Linked DNA regions of Gossypium hirsutum: region 2 is linked to region 1. The links are chromatin contacts, called in public Hi-C maps. All regions are on one chromosome and are shown on one strand. The core of a region is the stretch at or near the end of the contact, and the rest is flanking DNA. Distances in the headings are between cores, read along the strand shown.

Region 1 (3,857 bases), core at 857-3,356:
GACAAAAAACAAAATGTCTAGTAATTTTTAATTTTTATAATATTTTAACAATTTTAATAATTTTTTATATTTTCTTAAAAAACTTATAACTTTTAAATTTTTGTATAATTTTTATAATAATTTTTTTATGATTTATATTTTTTTAAAATTTGAAATTTTAGAATTCTGGTAAATTTTTGTACTTAAATAATCAATTAAACCCTCGTAAAAAATAAAAAAATAATTAAATCCTTGTAAAATAAAAAAATCAATAAGTCTTCCATGTTGTCACTTGTCCACGTCAACTTGCCATGTTAGTTACCACATCATCATTTTCCATGTCAATAATCATGTTAGTTGCCACGTTAGCACTTAACGACCTGTCAGGGCTTCAACGGGGAAAATGAATTTAATAGGCTTAATCGAGTACAAATCATTATTCAAATGGATCAATTGAATGCATTTTTCGATAAGGGATTTAATTGATTTTTTAAAATTATTTTAAGAGGGTTTATTTGATATTTTAGCCAAAAATAATTCTTTTTTTGTTTTGTTAAAATATAAAATTTAATACATATTAGAGTTTTGTTGTGTATATTTTACTTTTGATGTTAACAAATATTTTAATTATTTTAAATTTTTGCATCTCATATTTCACATGTTTTGTTATAATTTTAAAAATTAAAGTCTCACACATTAATAAAAAATATAATATTAGTTTCATAAAAATAAAAAAAAAGTATGATTTGATTATGCAAGGGTATATTCTAGTATAACACCACTCATTAATCATTAATATATCAATTTAGAGTTTATATTTGTGCATCTATACAATCTACCCCTTAACCTCATTCTTTGAATTTTCTTAAAACTAGGTACTGCAATAATACAGATTATAATTAAAATCAATTTAATATAATTTATTATTAAAGTAGAACTCATGTATAATAAAATATAAATTCATAATAAATTAAGGAAATTATTTATGCTTGACGAGACTCAAACTTTCATTCAAATTTTATATATCAATAACTAAATTAATGAATTTATTCGATTTGGTTCAATAATTTTTTAGTTTTTATATTTTTCACCTTTTAAGATTATAAAATAAAATAAAGAACAACCGAATTATAAATCATAAATTTTATTGTTATGTAATTGTTGATTGAATTATTTATTGTTTTATTATACTAAATAAAAGGGTTGATATATAAATTTGTCACTGTACTTTATTTTTATTAATATTTATCATTATGCTTTTAAGCTAAAGATAAATTTGTGATTATATTTTAATTTTATCTTGAATTTTACTACTTTTAGTTTTCGTTTTATCTTGAATTTCGTTTGACAAAAATAAATATTAAAATAATAAATTAAAATAGTATCAACAATTGATAAAAACTTTTACTAATAAAATAAACTTAATATTTTTTATTTTTCAAATCTTTCTTTTATTAAATAAAAATTCTTTTAATATTTTATAAATTAATTTATTGTTAATTACTAAAGTTAAGTATTCTTGTCAAATTTTATTTTCAAATCATGAAAATTAATATTAATTGGTAAATTTTAATTAAAAATCAAGAATTCAAAGTGAAATTTAATTAGATCATATTCTAAAAACATTAATTGAAATAAAATATAGTTTAAAATAAGAAGGCAACAAATTTGGGAAAAGGGGATAAGATAAAATTATTATATTTTAAATAATTGATAAGTGAAATTAATTAATTAGGTTGATGTAATCTTATTTTAATTTTTGGATTCTGCGTTAAGGTAGTTAAGTTGGGGTATTAGGAAAATGATCCCGCGTTGCGGGATGATTTACTTATATGATCAAATTAATTTTTTTGAGTTTAATTAAGTCCTTATTATTAAACTAAAATCTTAGTACCTACTCTTTTGTTTTCAATTCAATAATATCATACTTGGAATCTAATTTTTTTGAATTAATTGGATAATAAAACGTGTTGGGGTTTCTCTCAGTGGCTACTCTTGGTCAAATCAAGACTGTCGGATTAGCACAATAATCAATCATCCAATCATGATCATCACAGACATCACAGACGTGTGAGACAATCCGAGTAGACTTAGAGAGCATCACTGTCTTAACATGTCATTGGCTTAAAGCCGACCAAGAACAACCTGATACTTTTTTTTTTTTTTTGAAATCTAAAATAAAAAGAAGAAACTTTCCTTTTTTTTCGTCTCTAACCATTTCTTATTCGCAAAGACTTTCATTATCCAAAGGAAACGAAATCAACAGCTTCTTTATTGGCAACTTTTGCTTTCCTGATGTAAAGATTTTCTTATTTTCCATCTCTGGTTTTTGGTTTTCTTAGTTCCCTACAAGTTCTAATTGTCACTCATTTCTCTTGCTTGTTTATTGGAGGAATTTTCTGTTTTCATTTTTTGGAATCTCTTACTCTTTTTTTTTTTAACCACTGTTTTCATCCATGGTGGTAAACATGGTTTTTTGAGTGTTGGGGTTGTCATCAAGAGCAAAAAAAAGTGGCTTCTTTTTCTTTTTTGGTGATCAAGAAGATCATGCAATCCATTTGGTCATCTTTAAAGCTTCTTCTGAACTATTGTTTCCTTTTCACCTTGCTTATCTATGGAAGAGCTGCAAGACAACTACTTTTGATGCCTTGAATTCTACACACTTTCTGCTAGTGAGAGTCTCTGTTTTCTTCTTCTTCTTCTTCTTCTTCTTCTTCTTCCCCTTTTTTTTTCCTGGTGGCTAAATGATATATTCTCTAAAGTGCTTACTTATCTGAGTCGCCAAGTATTTGGTTGTGGTTATTTTGCTTTACAAAAACCTAGCCTTTGGCACCGGTGGTTCAAGTTCTCTATATTTGGTGTTGGTCTATAGCTTCACAAATACACATACAGGAAAAACAAGCAACATCTCTTTATCATTGCTCTGGCTTCCACTTGCACTAAGGTGAGTTTTCTCTTCCCCTTCCCTCCTAACCTGGTTTCCCACTTCCCGTATCATGATCAAGTTCAAAATTAATATAAAAAAGAACAAAAAAAAATCCTACATCTTTATGAAAGAAAATTCAAAAGCATACTTAAAATTAAGTCTAATTATGCATAATCTTTTTCTTTTTGGTGGTGGGTGGGGTACATAGAAAAGTCTGGTCGATATGTTTTGCATATCTTTCGTCTTGGACTGCAAGTTTCACGGTGATGCCACTATAAAAAAAAACCCTTTTCATCCCTTAATTGTTCTTTTTTATCTTAATTGACCTCTGGTAAATCGTTTCTAACCATTTATATCATTGTGATAAGTTTCTACGTAAACCCGTGCTGTTTTGCTGTTTCTTTATCTTAATTGACCTGCTTGACTTAATTTCTGTTTCTTTAATCAGGTTACCATCTGTTGAATGGGGACTGAAGCAGTGGAGGCTCCATCGTATCCTTGTTCCTTTCAGGTAAAATGGTAAATTTTGTCGATCAGTTTTCATATAAAGGATCATAACATTCACTGCTTTAAGGTGTCTGATATGCTTACTACTGCGGCACCGCTGAATGATTGTAGGTGCATTGCTTGATGTGCACAGAACTTACGAAGTTTGTTGAAAGGATTATGAATATATTTCCAGAAATTGAAGCTGCTCGACCAAGATGCTCCTTGGGAATAAAGGCACTCTGCTCATTGAACAGTGCAATTGAGAGAGCAAAGTTACTTCTTCAGTACTGCAGTGAATCCAGCAAACTTTATCTGGTGCCCCTTTTTTTTTTGTAATTAATCACATATTTTTGTGATTATTGCAATGATTGTGTGTTTATGATCCTTTTTTTCCTTTTCATCTATTTTGTCTCACTCATTTGATTTACTTTTCAGGCTATAACCACTGATTCCATGGTTGCAA
Region 2 (4,194 bases), core at 50-2,549, 290 kb before region 1:
ATCACATATTAATGGGAAAACATAAAAAAAAAACATATCAAACATGACACCAAGAGACAAACACTAGATTCAGTAACACACCATGCCGCTCGCGTAACAATGTTGGAACCAAGTGGCCAGAGGAGTAATCGCAACCCAACCTAAATCACATGTAACCACAAAGAAAAGTAACAAGCATCAAAACCGGTAAAGAATAAATTGGATTAGACAGGTCAATTAGACTGATTAAACCAAGAATTAATGACTTATCCGGTCCAATAAATGACATTAAATTGGGTTTTCAGCAAAACAATTGAACCAGTGAAAACCAGTTACCAGTTTTAGGTTTTTATTATTATTAAATTTCGTTTTTGCAGTTGATGGGATTTGAATCCTTTACCTCTTAGTTCTATATCACCAGTAAACGAAATTATTTTTTTTTGGGTACATAAACCAAATGAATTTTGGTTTAAATATTTACTATATTTAATACCTATTCAACAGTAAAACAATGCATTTATACTTAAATCTCTCTTTTGTTTTTTTATTCAATCCAGTCTGATTTTTTATTCATCAAGCAAAACTCAAAACCATAGTTTAAACCAAAAAATTAAAAAAAAAACATATACATATTCTATAACGATTAAACCAAAAAATAAAAAAACATATACATATTCTATAACGAAACATTCAAATAAAATTTGTACAAAGACAATGAGAATGATCCAGGCAAACAAATGAAACTTATTTCATTCCCCCTATAGTTAAAGCGAATATGCATAATCAACAACAACAATATATATTATTATTTTCAAAAAATACCTCAAAATTTCTAGATTAAATCAGAGTAATAACTAATAAATTTGTCCAACTTATTTCTGCTTTAATCCAAGAAAGAGTAATTTAACCGCTGATTTTCACATAAACAGAAAATTAATCAGTTCGAAAGCTGACAGTAGATCTTTCTAATGCCTCAGATGCAAAAACTATTCAGATTTAAACTAAATTCCAGTTAGAATATATATTCTGCTCATCATAAACAGATCCTAAAGAGTGATTAAATAGAACGGTAAATAAACCGAGAAAATAAGATGAAAACAGAAGATGGCTTCAGACCTCGCTGGTAAGATCCGATCCCAGAAAAGCCATTGCAGAAAACTGAGAAGATAATCCCAATTAACCACTATTTTTTACATTTTAATTACGCTAAAAGTTTATTATGTACCTTTCGGAGTTTTGGACTTCTCAAATGAAAACAAATTATTGGCGAAAGAAATGGAGGTGTTTTTTTTTTTAAATCTAATTTTCAAATTGTAAACGATGGCGTTTGTGGCATATTTTTATTGGGTTTTTATTTTACTCAGATTGTACCATAGCCAACAAATACAATACATCCTAATATTTAAAAATATTTATTTTCAAAAAGTATTTTAAAATATTATTTAATTATTATTTTGGAATGATTTGTTTTAGTCGGTTATAATAGATTTTGTTAAAAATCAAATCTTGCCTAAATTCTTAAATTTCAAATAAATAATTATTTTATTAATTATACTATATTTTTATTATTAATATTTAAATAATACTAAAAATTCTATGACATGTGTGTAGAAACTACAAATTTAAGCCACGTAAGTGTGTTAAAGAATAACATAAGTACAAATGTCTTTTCTCTGTGAAAATACTGGAATGGAAGATTCTTTGGTGGAAGGCTTAATCCCTAAAAAGATTCGTTCTAGGGATAAAGATGGAGATGGAGGTAATGATATGGTGATTGATCTGAGAGTTGAGCAGACAACCTCTTGGAAAAACAAGCTAGTAGGTCAATCTACCAAATTCGATGGAAATGGATTAGAGGAGGAGGAGGAGGATTTTGGTTTACTGGAAGGAGAGATCCAAAAGTCTATTATGAATGCCATTCCCTCTATTGAGTTTTCAGATCGGATCCATCAAATCCTCATTAGGGATATGGAAAACATAGTGATCTTGAAATTTTTGGGTCGCAATATTGGGTATTCAATCCTACAAAATAAAGTCTATAGTCTATGGAAGCTTTCATCACCATTCCATTTGATGGATATTGAAAACATATATTTTTTGGCCAAATTCCAGAATAAGCTTGACTGTGAGAAAGTCCTTTCTAGGGTCCCCTGGATTGTGTTCGGCCAATACTTGATAATACAGCCATGGACGGTGTCCTTTAATCTAACACAAGCTTTTCCGGGTCTGCTAGGATACCTATACAAACAAAAGATTTTGATGGAAATAAAGGGAATGATTGGAAAAGTCGCCAAATTGGATATGAACACTGACAACAGATGAACAGAGTTAGAGGTCGTTTTTCCCAGATGGCGGTCTACGTCAACTTGAATAGGATAGTTTCTCAAATTTTAGTTAATGGTAAAGTACAAAAAGTTGAATATGAGTTTTTAACCAATGGTCTATTTTCAGCGTGGAAGATATGGTCATGTTAAAGAAGCATGCTCCTATAGGGAATTTGATTCCAACGCTGGAAACCGAATGGAATATTACCAGAAAATCAGAACCTAGACGTTGACGGCACGGTGGAGAAAGGCGAATCATACGGGCTGTGGATGTTAGTAGAAAGGAAATCTAGGCGAAAGGTTAGGGATCCCCCGTAGATGAATGTTGAAAATCTGGCAAAGAACAATGGAAGGTCTCGGTTTAAAGCCTTGATGAAATTGGATCTAAATGTTAGTGTTTCTTCTGGTGATAAGATTGAAGGGATTAGGAATTGGCGCAATAAAGGTAAAGATATAACTAATGGATACCACCAAAAGGAGGAGATCTTGAGGCAAAGCAACAATCAACTAGTAAGTAAAATGGTGGACAAAGGCCCACCTAACGAATTGGGCTTTAAAAATATTGCTAGTCTGGTAAGATCAAACAGTGTTACTAGTGGGTCACATGTTGGGCCTGTTTTGATTAACAGGTTGGCAAATGACGCTCATTTCAGGAATGGCGAGTCCAGTAAGAATTTAAATGAGACCAACAAGCTGTTGGACTTTAATGACCTACTTGAAGTTGAGGCCCTTCCTAAGATGGACAGGGCTATGAAAGGATTGTGAAAGCAGCAGGCCTCTGAAGTTGCTATCGACAAACAACATCCGGTGATGCAAGATGAGATTGATACTTTGAGTTTTGAACTAATTAATGGCATCGGTGGGGGGTTTTAAAAATTTGACTTTGCTCCGTATTTAACAGTAGATAGATCGTTGGGTATTACTTCGGAGGTGAGGGTCGGCAACCTTGATCCCAAAAAACATATGACTGTGATTTTTAAGGAGAACAAGGAACCAAAAGCTAACTCTAAGGAGGAGGGGAACACTGGTTTAATTGTGGATAAGGCAGTGGTTCACAGTGGTTTACAAGAATGGAAAGAGGTGGGAAAATAGCAAAAAAAACTTAATAAAATCAATCATGGTTGAAATAGAAGATTCAAAAATGTGGGTAATTCACGAGTTCTACTGCGGGAGACCATGAACTATTTGGCTGAGACTGTTTCGACTAATAATAGGGGGAAATCAACCCAAGTGATTCTGTTAGATTATAAGAGCATCAGACTAGAATTTATCCTCATGGACAGTAAAATTTTATCTTTCTCTTTTCATTTTATTTATGGATTTAAAAGTGAATTTTTTTCATCGAATTGTTAAGGGTGCACTAGTAGTAAATTTCTACAAGCTTTTCGTGAGTATAATGTGAAATTTAGCCTAGATATAATATGTTTGCTGGAACCGAGAATAAGTGGTAAAAGAGCAAATTGTGTTATTAATAAATTAGGGTTTAGTTTTTCTCATCGTGTTGAAGCTGTTGGCTTTTCAAAAGGCATCTGGGTGGTTTGGAAAGAGTCTATTAAGATTCAGATTATCCAAAATCATCATCAGTTCATCCTCCTTCGTGTCGACGATATTATTTCTACTAATTCCATTTTTATCTCATTTGTTTATGGTAATCCTGACAGGAAGAAATGTAGACTTTTTTGGGATGGTTTGAAATCTATCTTATCGCATATTTCCTCTCCTTGGTTAATAATGGGTGACTTCAATGCTATACTCTCACCTGATGATAAAAAAAGTTACTGTATCACCAGATAGTAATGTAATTTTTTTGGTAATTTTGTCGATTCTTGTGATTTGCAGGATCCGAGATATATTGGTCCATCCTTTACTTGGAAAAGAGGGGGCACATTTA

The links. Hi-C and Micro-C count contacts between places; a contact is called where the count stands out from the background.
Region 2: a contact with region 1 is called in a Hi-C map of leaf, with 2.2 times the contacts expected there. The contact joins the promoter of LOC107914297 here to the promoter of LOC107916327 in region 1. A contact is called at or near these places in 2 of 34 Hi-C or Micro-C datasets (callus and leaf).

What each region holds. Positions count from the first base shown.
Region 1 is chrD10:12,294,559-12,298,415 of Gossypium_hirsutum_v2.1, reverse strand. It overlaps LOC107916327 (U-box domain-containing protein 5), which reads left to right and starts at 2,106. Exons shown (of 6, transcript XM_016845573.2): 1 at 2,106-2,923; 2 at 3,354-3,416; 3 at 3,524-3,709; 4 at 3,830-3,857. The coding sequence starts at 3,369.
Region 2 is chrD10:12,584,650-12,588,843 of Gossypium_hirsutum_v2.1, reverse strand. LOC107914297 (HVA22-like protein k) reads right to left here and starts at 1,299. Exons shown (of 8, transcript XM_016843167.2): 1 at 1,096-1,299; 2 at 82-140. The coding sequence starts at 1,128.